Linked DNA regions of Mus musculus: region 2 is linked to region 1. The links are chromatin contacts, called in public promoter capture Hi-C maps. All regions are on one chromosome and are shown on one strand. The core of a region is the stretch at or near the end of the contact, and the rest is flanking DNA. Distances in the headings are between cores, read along the strand shown.

The links. Promoter capture Hi-C pulls out the DNA fragments that hold promoters and counts their contacts.
Region 2: a contact with region 1 is called in a promoter capture Hi-C map of 3T3-L1-derived adipocytes, with 6 times the contacts expected there. The contact joins the promoter of Gbp6 here to the enhancer-like site in region 1. A contact is called at or near these places in 8 of 39 promoter capture datasets (the 3T3-L1 cell line, 3T3-L1-derived adipocytes, the C10 cell line and 4 more) and 2 of 9 other capture datasets (embryonic stem cells and liver).

The regions. Positions count from the first base shown.
Region 1 is chr5:104,342,810-104,346,471 of GRCm38.p6, forward strand. No RefSeq gene overlaps it. Among named protein-coding and RNA genes, the nearest start is that of Mepe, 19 kb to the left of the region's middle. Within about 2 kb of position 2,217, at least 30 of the 459 cell types and tissues checked have an H3K27ac peak or open chromatin away from gene starts, as enhancers often do. A contact at or near this core is called in 3T3-L1-derived adipocytes, where this site is marked.
Region 2 is chr5:105,290,994-105,295,216 of GRCm38.p6, forward strand. Gbp6 (guanylate binding protein 6) reads right to left here and starts at 2,706. Exons shown (of 11, transcript NM_194336.2): 1 at 2,633-2,706; 2 at 1-33. The coding sequence starts at 27.

The sequences.
Region 1 (3,662 bases), core at 967-3,466:
ATTCACACGCATCCTGATTGATGCTGTTTTCAGCCTACAGCCTGAGGCTCACCATGCCCCATGGACCATCTGTTGCAGAAATCTACCCCCAAGACGGTCCTTGCCTCTTACTCAGACCCCTCCAGGTAAATCCCCTGAAGCTCTCAGGTTCAAAACAAAACAAAACAAAACAACCCCAAGCCTTCCGTGCTCCCACAATAAGCTTCTGATTCCTTGGTCATGCTAGGGATCTATAATTAGGGTCGGTGTCCAGGCGATGGCAGTGTGCAGCTGCCCCGAGAACAGTTCCAAAGAGCTCTAAAGCTGACAGCCAGGGATTGATCAGGAGGTGGCAAACACTCACTTCTCAACAAGTGTTTTGAAATACACTGAGAGTTTTATTCTCATTTTCAATTAAATCTGGAAATTATCTCACTATAGAAAATTCGTTTTTAAAACTTTAAGCACATGCATCCCCAGATACTGGTTCTCCCTCCCTCGGTTGTTCCTTGGTTGCTGTAACTCTTCATCTAAGGGTTGGGTCGTGTGATGTCCCCCTTCCATGTCGGCATGTCCGCTGGTGCTGCCGTTGTTCATGGTTTGTTTAGGCTGCCATACTGTTGCAGTTTCCTGGCCGTAGCTTTCCAATCAGGTGCAGATGTCACAGTCCCACGACGGAATTCCTGGTCTTCTTCCACCGTGTTCTCTGGGCATTGGGTGTAGGGTTGTGTTGTAGATGTGCGGGCTGGGGCTGGGCACTCCACAGTCTGTCAGCTGTTCTCTGTGCTTGGACTCTGGACCTCTGTAGTGGTCTCTGTCTGGTGCTAAAAAGAAGTTCTTTGATGAGGGTGAGAGCTTACACTTACCTGTGGGCATTGAGGTAAGTATAGGGGGGGGGTCACTTTTAGGTTCTAAAAAGTAGTCAGAAATATAATTATATTATATATGTGATATATAATATCTATCTATATAGAGAGGGAGGGAGAGAGAGAGGGAGAAGGAGAGAGAGAGAGGTCATGAATTTGAGGGGGCACAGAGAAGAGGCGATGAGGAACAATATAAAATATAGCACACATGCATGAACTTTAAATAAATAAAATGGAAGCCGATGCCTCTCCTTATAATTTCCAAATTCCATTGTCTTTGAACTCCACGATCAGAAACAAGAGCTCTTGGGTTAGAATAACAAGCGCTGAAATTTCATCCAGTTTTCCTCTGTGTGCCTTTCCTTAGGAAACCCCACACTTCTGTTTCCTTATATAAATGATGGAATTTATTTTAATTGAAAATATCTCTTCTTTCTTACTCATATCTGGATCTTATTAAAACCCCACCAGCCATGCTCAGTTTGGGGATGCTGGCTGCCTCTACCACACCCCATCCCCACACCTATCACCACCACACCCTATCACCATGGTTCCTTCCTCCTTACAGTTCAGTCCTTAGAGATACGTAGGCTCTTTAAAGGAACCTGAGAGTCATCTGGTCCTAAGCACTTTTTTTCTATCCCCAATTGCTCCTAATTCTTCTATTTTCATACTTATTCTTTTAAAATATTTATTTAATTATTTATATATAATACATTACATATTATACTATACAAATTATTTATTTATGCACACACACACACACACACACATATATATATGTGTGTGTGTGTGTGTGTGTGTGTGTATACAAAGTGTACCCTAGTGTATATAGTGTACCACCTGTGTGCAGAAGCCGTGGATGTTAGAAGAGAGCACCAGGTCCCTTGAAACTAGAGTTATAGGTGATTGTGAGCCACTTTGTGCATTCTGGGTCCTCAGGAACTGCAGCCAGTGCTCTTAGAGGCTGAGCCATCTCTCCAGCCCACATGCGTATTTCTACAGAGATGTCTGGACGTGTGGCTCTGTGCAAGTGTGTCACTGCGCATGTGTGGCACTGCGTGGAGTGACTCATTATCTTTCCATGTGTGTCATCAGTTTTCTTTCCTTCTCCTCATTCACTTAAACAAGTTTCTGTCACTTCTCATGTGACCTTCAAATACACTTGTCATCTCCAGGTGTACAAGCGCAGTGATCTAAATATTTGGCCGCACACGGTGTGACGGTTACTTCCTTTATTTTGGCCACTCATATTAATAATCCTGAATTGCATTAAGCTTTTTTAAATGTATTTTTATTTAAGTTATGTGTCTATGGGGAGAAGGTCTCTGTAAGTAGGAGTGCATTTGCCTGTTGTGTCCAAAAGAGGGTGCTGTAAGCCACCCACGTGGGTCCTGGGAACCAAACTCAGGACCCCTGCAGTAGAATTCTTGCTCTGAGCCACTGCAGCCCCTGATTTCTTGACAGCTACAAGTCTATGTTTTGATGCCTGTGCCAAGGCCTTAAATTCAGTTTGAACTAATACCAGCTTCTCTTAATTCTACTTAATTTCTAATTTTAAAATGACCAATCTCTTTCAAAAGAGAAAATTAAGGCAAACCCAACCTTGCTAATCTTAGCTGGTTTTATTTGCAGCTTTGGGATCAGGCCGTGGCAACTCAGAAATGGTTTGAAAGGCCCCACACACAACATGTGCTGGTTGGCTTTATAAGTGAAAAGGAAGTGACCTGCAGGAAGTAGAGATGATGTTAATTTAGCCCAGCTGCGGTGACCAGCTGTGTTTAACCTGGCATGAACGGCTGTCTGGCTCTCCTTTGAGTTCAGCAGCTATGACTGTATTGCTGCAAGAGTTGGCTGCAGTCTGTTAGGATAGCAAGTTAGGTTATGGTTCCCTCTGTGCAGAGAAACCATTACGCCAAACATGAAGTAAGGACAGAGAAAGTTTGAAGCCACGTCTAGCATGATATAACGTTTCTTCACATTTGCTTGCTCTTCACATTTACTGGCTCTATCCTGAGGTCATGGGATATCACACACTCTCGGAAGCAAAAGAAAATGGTTGGATTTGCTACTGCTGTTTCATCCCAGTGGTTTTGAGCTCTAATTTTGTGATCCTATATATTAACTATCATTCCTACCTATCAATATGCAGTTGTTTCTCTACTGTTTATCTCAGTTGTTTGTAAAAATCTTTAACATATAGGGACCAAATGGGGCAGTGCCATATAGCACATTGATGTTGGCTTACCTGTTGGCTGAAGCTAATCCATCCATCAGTATCTTTTGAGTGCAGCTAACTATAAGTAGGTCTCTGTTATTGTTTTGAGAGAGAGAGTAGGTCTACAATCTGAACTCACAACACTGCCTAAGTCTGTATCACCAGTCCTATAACCAAATAATAAAATCAGACTATCTCCAAAATAATATTAACATGTGATTACTTGAGACTTAAGGACCTATAGACTACCTTTACTTGTGGGAAAGAAGGGGTCCTATTCCATTAACTTCTTAGGAATTGTGACTAAAATACCTAGACATATTTCAAACAAACAAAAAACCCAACACCATGAAAGTAAATGGAATTATTGTCCAGAAGCTTAAGGTCCAAAGAGTGACAGGTGGTAGATATCCGAGTTTTCTTCTTTCCCTTATGTATCCCACATTTGAAGCTATGTCATTGGCTAATGTGTTAGAAAGTACAGACAAAAATAAAACTGAAAAGCCAGCAAATTTCTTACACCCATCACCCAAGGAAACAGGAAAGGGACAGCAGGGGCAGGACTGGAAACTTTAGGCAATAACCATCCTCCTGCAGCC
Region 2 (4,223 bases), core at 1,456-3,955, 950 kb after region 1:
AATGGGAGCCATTTGTGGTTGGGTCATAGCAACCTGCCAACGTAGATGAATCCATGATAGGAGAAAGAGTTTAAAGTCATTCTCTGCCTCACAGACACCCAATGGCTCAGCAGCTAAGACCAGTTGGTGACCTTTGTAGGTTTCCTGTTGGCAGCGCATAGCCTCAAATGGCAGCATGTAACCTCGAATCTGCAGTACAGAGGGCCTGCTTCTCTTTCTTCATTATTCTTCAAAGTTCTAAAGAAGCTTTAATAACACATGGGCTGCTCTCATCTATAAAGTTTTGCTTCAGTGGAATAAAATCCAAAAAATAATGGCCTTAAGCAAGGTCACTGCATGCTATATGCTAAGCCCTGTAATGAGCACCCTTAGTATGTGACCTCAAAAACCTTAAAGTCCTTACATGTTATGGATTATTCTACCATGCTGCTAATGAGAAAAGCAAGTTGCCAAAACCAGAATAGCACAGCAAAATGGCAGCCTCGTGAGCTCTAGGCCCTTGGTATCTCCATGAATAGATTTTAAGATGGCTAAAAATATGTAGAAACTGTGAACAGTTCCCATGAATTACATGAACACTGAGATGTGCAGCTGACTAAAGGGTGGGACTTACATGAGTCCTTGTTTGACTTTTTACTGCCTACCTGCACCCCACCTGACACAGGTTCTGACTGCAGGAAGCAATGCAGACCTTAACTACAGCAGGCTAACCTGGGGCTAACCTGGTTTCAGTCTTACCTAACTTGTGTTTCAAGTAGGGATTATTTCTTGAACATGAAAACAAAATCTCAACATGAGCAAATAAATAGAAAAAAATCCACTCTGTAAAGTTAAGAAATTCGTGCACCAGAGCATTCTATACAGCGTGTAAAAAGGCAACCCAAGAATGGGTGACGAAGACCTGTAGTAAATCACATGTGTGATAAAGGGTTACTATCTGAAACAAAGTGGCTCTACAATTCATCACAGACACCTCAGTTCTAAACTGAGAAAAGCACTGGGTTGAAATTTCTTCAGAGAAGGCTTACAAATGTCCATGAGCACACAAGATAGTACTCAATATTGCAAATCACCTTGTATGAGAAAACTATAAAATTTTTAAATAAACTTACTTGAAAAAGATGTAATGTCCAAATTGGGATGTACCAGAGTGAAAGGTGAAGTGTCTCTGTTCCCAGGACAGAATGGCAATCAGGTTTTATTAGGGAAACATGGATGCAAAATGAAGAAACTTTCCGTTACACTATTTCTGTTTTGCCATGCTGAGGGACATGGTGTAAGAGTCTAGAGTCACATGATCATGTGTGATTTGGCTTCTTAGAGCTTACTGAGGCTGAAGCTTGCTTTGGGTTAACATACATATTTATTTGAAATTGTTTACTTAGTTTTGCTGATGTTTACAGTTTAAGCATGAATGCTGTTATTTTTAAGAACTACTTGTTTTTGTTGCACAACAATTCTATAGACCCATTGTTTCTTATAACATGTCTTTGACAAATATTGAGGAAGTGCCAATCAAACCATACACACAAGGACAGCTACCACACAAAGCAAAAACAAATCCATGTAACCCAGAATTTAGACAACTCAGGTGTCTGTACTCTGTGGCTAAGAATACAGAATATTACCTCATGGGAAACAGTCCTCGCTTTTGAGAAAATCAATACTTATGTCTGATCTAACAGCTCTTCTTTGATTACAACACAAACAAAATAGCAAAGAAGGACTTGGATGGACCTTTGAGCTGTAGTGATCATGGCAGCTGTGTTCACAATACCCACATTGTGGAGACAGCCCAGACTCCCACCAACAGATCACCAACAGATGCATACATTAACACAGTCTGACAATGTGCACAATAGAATATTATTCAGCCAAAGAAGGGAATAAAATTAACTACTGTACACAACTTTGTAGACCTTAATAGACTTAGGCTAGACACAGACTCCTACAGGTCAGACAACACATAACCTGCCTCCCCTGCCCTGCCCTCAGTCCCAGATGAGCATGAGGACATTATGCCAAGGAAGGAGAATGTGCAGAATCTCCAGAAGTTAGATACAGGTGACGTCACTTAACTCCAGAAACCAGGCTCTCTGCAGCTTAGTTCCATGTATGAAATAAGACTAGCAGCCCAAACAAAATGCACATAGCACTACGTAATCTCTACATCTCACATACAACATAAACATCAATATAGAACTGGATTATCTTCTTACACTTAATTCAAAGTCAGTGAGGTAGGAACTAAGTTATTTCCAGATAGATGTTTGCCAAGCTCTTGTGCTGAGTTTTCCTCACACGGTTCCTCCACAGAGACTTTCCTCTGCCTACAGTTGCCTGTGAACCAGGGCAGGAGCTGTTGTGGTCCCAGCTGAGGCAGGACCAGGGCTCTTCCCATAGTTTGTCTAACAGAGCAGGGCAGCCAGCAGTGTCAGGCTGCCACTTTGTATCTGTCCTTTATCAGAGGAAAGAAACTGACCTCCTAGACCTAAAGCCAGCCACAGCCCCCTGCAGACCAGAGAGCTCATAATCTGCCTCCCTTCCCCCTCCCTCAGTTGCCCCTTTGACTTGGAAATCAAGCTGAGGTCCAGACTAAGTTGCTCCTTAAAGAAAGGAAAAGTAAATATACCTGGTCCCACAGCACAGGTCCAAGTGCAGTTCTCAGCTGCTGCTGCCTCCTCAGGCTCCCTTCTGCTCTCCTCCCTCCTGCTCTCTTTGCTCCTCTTTTATGTAAGCTGACCACACACACACACACAGAGAGAGAGAGAGAGAGAGAGAGAGAGAGAGAGAGAGAGAGAGAGAGAGAGAAGGAGTTAAAAGAAATCACATGCTGCAGCAGAAACAAAACTGAAAGTAAAATAAAATAGGCCATGTTAACTTGGCCAAGACTGGAAAGGGAGGTCAGAGGTTCCTGTCTATCCCGAAAAGCCAGTGTGATACTCTGTTGCAGCCAAGGGACAGCAGGCCTCCACTGTGGAATCTGTTTACCTTCTCTTTCCTTGGAACCCATTTCCAGTTTCCTCCAGCCTTCTTGGCACAGATAAAGCACAGTAAAACCCAGGCAGCCATCAGTGGAAATTACAAAATCCGGGAGTATTGCAAGTGTGCTTCTCTCAGGGGAAATTCCCAGTGCTTTCTGATCAAACATGTTTAATGTTTTAAACATGTGTTTTCTAAAGCAGGAACCATCCCTGTTGCCATTTCTTCTGGGCTGCCCCACAATTACCTGGCAACAGCCAGGTGGGCATGACTCACTATAAAAGGGGCTGCTTGTACCCTCACATACCCCCCTCTCTTGCTCAATTGTCCTCTCTTCCTTTTTTACCCTCTTTCTTCTCTGTCCCTCCTCCTCCTTCCTCCCCTCTCTATCCCTCTTTCTTTGTCTCTACTAACCCCTCAACTCCCCTCTCCATGTCTTAAATAAACTGTATTCTATACTATACAATTGTGTGGCTGGTACCTCAGGAAGAAGGTAATGCTTCAACACTGGCCCTCAGAGGTACCCCTTTTCACCTCAACATACCAGGTATGACGTTTGTATATTCTTGGACCAGAGGGTGGCACCATTTGGAGATGTGGCCTTGTTGGAATAGGTGTGACCTGGTTGGAATAGGTGTGTCACTGTGGTTGTGGGCTTAAGATCCTCACTCTAGTTGCCTGGAAGTCAGTCTTCCACTAGCAGCCTTTGGATGAAGACATAGAACTCTCATCTCTGCCTGTGCCACGCCTGCCTGGATGCTGCCATGCTCCCACCTTGATGATAATGGACTGAACCTCTGAACCTGTAACCCAGCCCCAATTAAATGTTGTTTTTTTATAAGACTTGCCTTGGTCATGGTGTCTGTTCACAGCAGTAAAACCCTAACTAAGACACCAGACAGCCACCAAACATATACCTGACTTCTTTTTCTTTTCATAAAACACAACAGTCAATTTTAAAACCTGATTTTAAAAGAAGCAATTAAAGAATAGTAAGTAGGAGTTGTGTTCAATATAGAAGCTAAGAAAACTTCAGAGATGGAAGCTGAAAAATGAAAGCTTTAATTTCTGAGCCCTTAGGGAGGCAGACTGGGGTCTGAACTTTGTCCCTGATGGGAGATTGAACACCATTTGTAAAGGATGAAACACAAAGCAGGGGGGAGCTGTAGAGTGATCCATTGTGATTTCACAGGAAGGATTAAACAAGGGAGTACCCCTTAGAGGCGGTGTTGGCATCAGGA